Regions from separate parts of the Hordeum vulgare genome. Here region 1 is linked to region 2. A link is a contact called in public Hi-C data. All regions are on one chromosome and are shown on one strand. The core of a region is the stretch at or near the end of the contact, and the rest is flanking DNA. Distances in the headings are between cores, read along the strand shown. Region 1 has its middle 120 kb from the start of LOC123408494. Region 2 has its middle 160 kb from the start of LOC123408494.

Region 1 (3,830 bases), core at 660-3,159, 290 kb before region 2:
ATTTCAAATTCGTAGATAAAACTAGAAAATTGTGAATATTTTTTGAATTTGTGAAGAAATTTTGAAACACAGAACATTTTTCGAATTTTAAATAAAATTATAAAATTATGAACTTTTTCAAATCTGCGAACAAATTTTGAAACTAACTTTTTTTTGAATTGTGAACAAATTTTGAAGCAGGAAAAATTTCAAATTCAAGGACAAAACTATAAGTCGTGAATATTTTCTGAATTTGACTAACATATTTTTGAAAATCTAGAATATTTTTTGAAAATCCAGAACATTTTCTGAAATAGAAATAGAAAAAAAAGAAACAAAAAATAATAAATAAAAAATAAAAACAAACCAATTTACGAAACCTTTTAGAAGTTTCCTAAAACCATAAAAAATCGGCTCGACCTCTAGAAGGTTTTGAAAACCAAGGGGCTGGAATGTGAAACGGGCAGGCTCACTCCCGACGGAGCGCTCGGAATGCATGTACAAAGCACCGACAAGGCTTCACAACAAGTGGCAAATAGAGAATTCCATAATTGCCCTTTTTGCTCGGACCATAGGGGTCCTAGTACGAGTCACGGAGTTTTTTGTTAATGGTCCGGACCATGGCAGAAGGGGGTAGGCGCGGGTTGGCGAGTTTTCCTATAATAGGCTTTTAAGGCGCCGTATAGGAAACGTCGTGCGCCAGTCTGCGATAAGCAGGCCGAGCGATGTGAGGCATGTTGCTCACTGTCGGAGCTATATATAGCTTAATGCGACATATCCATCCGTCTCGCCTGATGCTTTTTTCATGTCGAGCGTTACTGGCCGCCCATTAGGGCATCTCCAACAGTTTGTTGGTTAGCTTGTTGGTAAAATATGTCATGTCATCAGCCAACACCTTAACATACAACTACTTCAATGGGTTGTATCTAGTTTGTCCAATAAGATGTGAGGTAATAAATAAGGTGCTCTCTCATTCTATATTGGAGCTTGTGCAAGGGTGTTGGTTAATTTACATACAACCTTGTTCTCTTTCCTCATTTATTGCAATGACACATCATCAAAAATCCTATGTGTCAAAATTACCAACAACTATCTTACAACCATTGGAGATGCACTTATGGCTTATTGTCAGACAACAACAGTACTTTACACGACATCGTTTTTTTTGTTGTGTTTCTTCTCTTAGCATTTATCGGGTTTTCATATGGGTTTTTGGTTTTCTGTGTTTCTACTGCTTTGCTTATATTTGTTTTGTTTTCTGACATTTTGTTCATTGGTTTTTTCCTTTGGTTTTCTGGTTTCTCTTCCGCTTCACATAGTTTTATTTGTTTTGTTTCTTTTTCTACATTTCTTCCTTTCAACACATTTCTACTTTTTCAATACAATTGTACATTTTTATTAAATACACATAGCGGTTTTTTATACGTGATGTACATTTATCAATACATATTTCTTAAGCACTTTCTTTGAATACGTGTTCAACCTTTTTCAAAGCACATGGATGTTTGTTTATTGGCCTGATACATTTTTAGAACTAAGCAAAAAAAATTGTACCAAAATGTTTCTTAATGAACTAAAAAATATATTTTCATGAAGTACGAAAGTTTTTATATTGTATACAAATTTATTCAAAATATCATAAATCTTTTTTTGGTAATGCCTAAAATTTTAAAGTGTTATGTACATTTTTGACGCTATAATTTTTTTAATATAATTTATAAACATTTTTATTAAGTATTACCATCATGGCTTTTAAAACACAAGAACATATATTAAATTTATGATTTTTTAATGCTACTAACATTTTTATTGTATTGCACACTATTGCTTTGCCATTTTACAAAAGAGAATACGAAGTTCTAAATGGGGCGGCCCATGGCGGAGAGGGGTGTGCGTGGATTGGTGAGTTTGCCTATATCAGGCATTTAAGGCGTCCTATAGGAAACATCGTGTTCCAATCTGCGAAAAGCAACACGACCGATGCGAGGGACATTGCTCACCATCGAAGCTTAATGTGACGCGTCCATTTGTCGAGCATTCCGGGTTACTGTAGGACAATTGGAATGCTTTACAAGACAATTTTTTTTCTGTGTGTTTCTTCTCTTAGTTTTTATCGGGTTTTCATATGGATTTTTGATTTTCAGTGTTCCTAGATGTTTGCTTATATATTCTTGTTTTATTTTTCACTTTTGACATTTTGTTTTTTCCGTCGGTTTTCTAGTTTCTTTTTCTCTTCCGATTGTTTTATTTGTTTTCTTTGGTTTTTTCTTTTTCGTTTTTATATTTCTTCCTTTCAACACATTTTTACTTTGTCAATACATATTGTACATTTTTATTATACACGCATAGCATTCTAATACATGATATACATTTCTCGAATACATGTTTCATAAATGTTTTCTTTAAATATGTGTTAAACCATTTATTAAACATATAGATGTTTGTTAAGGGACTGATAGATTTTTTGAAATTAAGCAAACATTTTTCTACATTGCAAAATGTTTCTATATGAACTAGAGAAATATTTTCATAAAGAATGCACATTTTTTTTCAAATGCCACATATTTATTTTTTGAATTCTATGAAACATGTTTAAGAATTATGCAAACATTTTTACATTCAATACAAATTTATTTACAATATCACAAGTATGTTTTTGTAATGCTTGAATTTTTTAGATGTGATGTACATTTTTTTAACACTATCAACTTTTTTATTGTAAACATTTTTGTTAAATGTTGCCATCATGAGTATTAAGACGAGTGAACGTTTTTCAAATTTCATGATTATTTTAACGCTACCAAACATTTTTATTGTATTGCAAAGTTTTTCTTTGCGACTTTAAATATTTTAGAAAAAGGCCTCAATTTTTTTTGTATACGTGAAGATTTTTTAGATGTCACATGTTTGTTTAGTGCAATCAATAGTTCTGAAGTTGCATGAGCGTTTTTTAAGACTCCATAATTTTCATAATTTAACACACGAATAACTATTTCTAAATCTAAGTAAGATGATCATGCATTTGGAAAATAGACGTAAATGTAACAAAAAGAAAAGAAAAAGCGCACTAGAGAGACCATTGCCGCTAATTGGAGGTTACCCTTTGGTGGAGTCCTCTAGGAGTCACTTTTGGTGCTCTCGAGCCATGCCAAGTGGTACTTCTATACGCCGCCATGTGTTGCATGCTGAGCCCCATTAGATTTTATTCATTTCATCTTTTAGGCGTTTTGGGGTTTTCAGCGTATTCTTTTGAAGTTTTTTGGCTTTTCATTTTTTTGCGGGTTTCCCTAAGTTTGGAGAATTCCCTTTTCACCAAACTTTTTGTTGTGTGGAAAAAAGGTTCTTCCAAGAGAAGCACATATTTGCTTATCATGAAGACATAGATTTTCTTTTGTGATGTACTTCTCGGAAAGAGAAAAAACATTTGCACCACGAGAAGCACATATTTGCTTTCCACGAGAAGGAGAGCTATGTTTCTCGGAAGAAGAAAAAAGATCAATGCTTCCACCAGAAACACATATTTGTTTTTCATAGAGGCATAATTTATTTTGGAGAAGCACAACTGTGCTTCTTGGAAAGGAAAAAGAAATTTGTGCTTACATGAGTGGCGTTCTTCAGACTTTCATCTTAGTGCCTAGGTCTTCTCATGACGTGCTAATAGTTCACAACTTCACTCAATTCAAAAGAAAAAGGTTTCGTTCATCAAACATGACAATTAGTTCACACAAGCAAATTATAAGTAAGGTCATAGTGCATCTAGTACGATCATGTCCAACTACGGTACGTCACCATGTTAGATTGACATAGTAGTGGTGATCGTGAAATGTTCTACTTCAGATTGAAATAATAGT
Region 2 (3,727 bases), core at 422-2,921:
AATCAATTTTGCTGACCAACGTAAGACACACACGCCATGAGGCCGGATGAGATCGTCAAGAATATGAGACGGACACATCCAACACTTGAGCAAGGCAAAAATGTGTTACACAACTACGTAAACAACTAGAGTTTCCAATGAAAAATCAGCTATAGCTTGGACTAGTGGAGCTGTTGAATACATCAAATGGTACAATTAGTCCGTGACGGCCCGATACACACGTGACGTGTGGAAGAGGTGTGCCACGACCGTGAAATCTAAGCGCTCCGATTTGGTGGATCATACGATGGATAAGCCGACTTATTTTTGCAAGTTTTTAATTGATTGATCCGTAGCGCACGCGTATGCAAGGTTGTCTCCTCGAAGATTTTTTTAGGGGAACCTAGGAGATAACAAGAGCTACTAGCCAATGAATCCACGTCCTCTTCATGATAAATAGTAGGTGTGCCACGTGCTTTTGGTCAATTGACCGTTTTTTTTCTTTGTGCCACATATTTCCCTCTTTTATGTTTTTTCAAGTTTGTTCCTCTATTTTTAATTGTTTTCTCCGTTCTTCCTTTTTTCATTGTTTTTCTTTAGTTTTCTTTATTTCTTTTCCTCTTTTCACTTTATTTTATTTGTTTTTGTTTTCTTGGGATTTTCGTATCTTTGAAGATTAAAATTCTTCGAATAATTGAGCAACATTTTTCCTATGCACACTTTAAATTTCTTTCATATACTTCATTAATAGTTTTCAAATAAAAAGATTAATATATTTTAGTGCATGTCAACATTCTTATACACATTTAATATTTTTCAAATGCTTTATTAAAATTACTCAAACACTTCTTACCCATTTTTTAAATGCTTGATCAACATTTTTATATGCATCATAAAACAATTATCTTGTTTTAATATATTGTATAGTTTTAAATACACATTGACATTTTTTAAGTTCTTGATTAATATTTTTCAAATGCTTGATTAACAAAATTCAAACATTAGTCCAACAATTTTCCAAATGCTTGATTTATATTTTTGTATACATGACCAAGAATTTTCATCGTTTTTGAATGTATAACCAAAAAAATCTACACGCATTTCGAATGTTTGATCAACATTTTTCAAATACTTGTTCAATATTTTTTCAAATGTTTAAAAAATTTATATACATTATAAAAAATCATCATTTTTAATGCATGGTGAAAAAATCAAATACTTGATTAACACTTTTGAAATACATGAATTTGTTTTTATTAACGTTGTTTATACTTTTATGTATATGTGATACACATTTTGTCTTTATGTATTTAATATTTATAAAATGTTTGCTCAACATGCTTCAAAGGGTTTTAAAAAAGTTATTTGTAATATATATTTAGAATATAAGTATAGACAGAAGCGATAAAAGAAACAGGAAAAGAAGGTTGCGCCCTCCTGCGCTCCTGGTCTTGCCCATCTCGGTGTCCCCTTTAACAAGTGTTCCTACCCTCTTGTTGAAGGCGAGTTATAGGGGTCCACTACAGAGACTGCTACGAGCCAAGAGAACCTAGGTGCGCAGAAATGGACCGGAATGCTATTGCCGCCGTAGTCTAACCGTATAATGAATGAATACGGACGACATGTAGCCTTGATACGGGGAATATCTTATTCGCCGCTCTGTGCGAAGTGGTGTCGGGGCTTCATATAGATTGTGAAGGAGTGCGATTTTAAATGAGCTGGCCCATTTAGCGGGTTTCAATGACCCGGTTTTGGGAACCTTCGTTCCTAGCCGTTTTTTTTCTTGTTGTGAAACTTTTAGAACGTTTCTTGAACCGTTATTTTTTTTCTTTTTGCTTTTCTGTTTCTTTTTTTCTTTTCTGTTTCTGGTTCAAAAAATGTTATAGTTTTCAAAAAATGTTTTGGATTTTTAAAAATTGTTCTCAATTTTAATAAAATACTCTATATTTTCAAAAAATTGTTATCAGTTTCGAAGTTTATTCTAAACATTCAAATTTGTTTTCGTTTTCAAAATTTCTTTTGAAGGTTCAGAAAATGTTCGTACTTTAAAGAATTGTTCGTGGTTCCAAATTTGTTCGGGGTTTTTCGAAATTGTTCTTTGTTTCAAAATTATGTTCGCTAGATTGAAAAAATCTTCGTGCTTTAAAAAATTTCTCGCGCTTCCAAACTTGTTCAGGACTTTCAAAATTGTTATCGGTTTCAAAATTTGTTCTCAAGATTCAAAAAATATTTGTGCTTTAAAAATGTGTTCGCTCTATAAAATTTGTTCAGTGTTTTTCAAAATTGTTATCCGTTTCAAAATTTAGTTCTCAAGACCAAAAAATGTTCTCTTTTAAAAAAAATTTCACGCTTCCAAATTTGTTCGGGGTTTTTCATAATTGTTCTCCGTTTCAAAATTTTGCTCTTAAGATTCAAAAAATGTTTGTACTTTAAAAAATTGTTTGCGCTTCCTAATTTGTTCATAATTTTTCAAAATTGTTCTCAGTTTTAAAATTTGTTCTCAATATTCTATTAGCGTTTTTAAAATTTGTTCACGCTTTCAATTTTGTTCGGGGTTTTTTTAAAAAAATCTCCATTTCAAAATTTTGTTCTCAAGATTCAAAAATGTTTTTGCTTTAAAAAGTTGTCCGTGCTTCCAAATTTGTTCAGGACTTTTCAAAATTGTTCTCGGTTTCAAAATTTCTTCTCAAGATTCAAAAAATGTTCCGCTTTAAAAATTTGTTCAGTCTTTCAAATTTGTTCGCCGGTTTTCAAAATTGTTCTCCATTTTAGAATTTAGTTCTAAAGATTAAAAAAAAGTTCGTGCTTTAAAAAATTGTCTGCGCTTCTGAATTTGTTCTCGATTTTTAAAATTTGTTCTGGGTTTGAAAATTTGTTTTCAAGATTTCAAAAAATGTTCGTGCTTTAAAAAATTGTTTGCGCTTTCAAATTTGTTTTCCGTTTAAAAAAATATTATTGTTTTAAAAATGGTGGGAAATTCAACATTTGTTCGTTTTCATATTTTTTTAAAAAAACTATACAAGCACTTTCCCAACAAACAATGAAATTTGTGTGTTACTGCTTGCGGGTAGGTAGATTATGAAACTCCTGGTATAAATTTTGTACGAAACAGTGAAATTCCTGGTAAAACATCAGGGAACAATAGAACAGCAGGGAATGGTATTACAGCAGGACCAGGAGAACAGGAACACAACGACGCACATGAAATAGTTGAAATAGCGACGCGGGAAACAGCTCTCGGGAACAACTCGCGGGAAACGACCGGAAAACAGCGACGCGACCCAGAAATGCCCGCAAGTACGCACCTGTGTGCGAAGTTGGAGCTATTTGACACAGAATGCGTCCAATAGGATCTCCCTTGATATGGGTCCGTGTGAGGGATGGCACACACTTTATTAATTGATGGGGCGCCGGCCCAGTTTAGGTCGTCGTGGATTCCCAGCGCACGTCTTGTTATTGTTTATGAGAGCTCGTGGTATAGTTGCATTTTAGTGATTCTGTTTTGGTTATCTACTCCTTCGTTCCGAAATACGGTATGTGGTTTTAGTTTAAATTGAAATAAAACTACAACAAGTATTTTTGAACAAAGGGATATAGTGCTTAAACATACTAAATCATTCATTGTGTATTTAAATAAAAGTTCTTCAAGTATTTTCTTTCTAAAAATCATTATACACTAAAAACAGCATTCAACATTTTTTAAACTATATACGTGGTGTAGAAGAAATTATTCATCATGTATTAAAAA

Evidence for each region. A called contact is a pair of places that touch in the nucleus more often than the background predicts.
Region 1: a contact with region 2 is called in a Hi-C map of seedling, with 5 times the contacts expected there. The contact joins two enhancer-like sites. A contact is called at or near these places in 2 of 6 Hi-C or Micro-C datasets (leaf and seedling).

The regions. Positions count from the first base shown.
Region 1 is chr7H:235,278,325-235,282,154 of MorexV3_pseudomolecules_assembly, reverse strand. No RefSeq gene overlaps it. Among protein-coding and RNA genes, the nearest start is that of LOC123408494, 120 kb to the right of the region's middle. Within about 2 kb of position 1,909, at least 2 of the 3 cell types and tissues checked have open chromatin away from gene starts, as enhancers often do. A contact at or near this core is called in seedling, where this site is marked.
Region 2 is chr7H:234,993,150-234,996,876 of MorexV3_pseudomolecules_assembly, reverse strand. No RefSeq gene overlaps it. Among protein-coding and RNA genes, the nearest start is that of LOC123408494, 160 kb to the left of the region's middle. Within about 2 kb of position 1,671, at least 2 of the 3 cell types and tissues checked have open chromatin away from gene starts, as enhancers often do. A contact at or near this core is called in seedling, where this site is marked.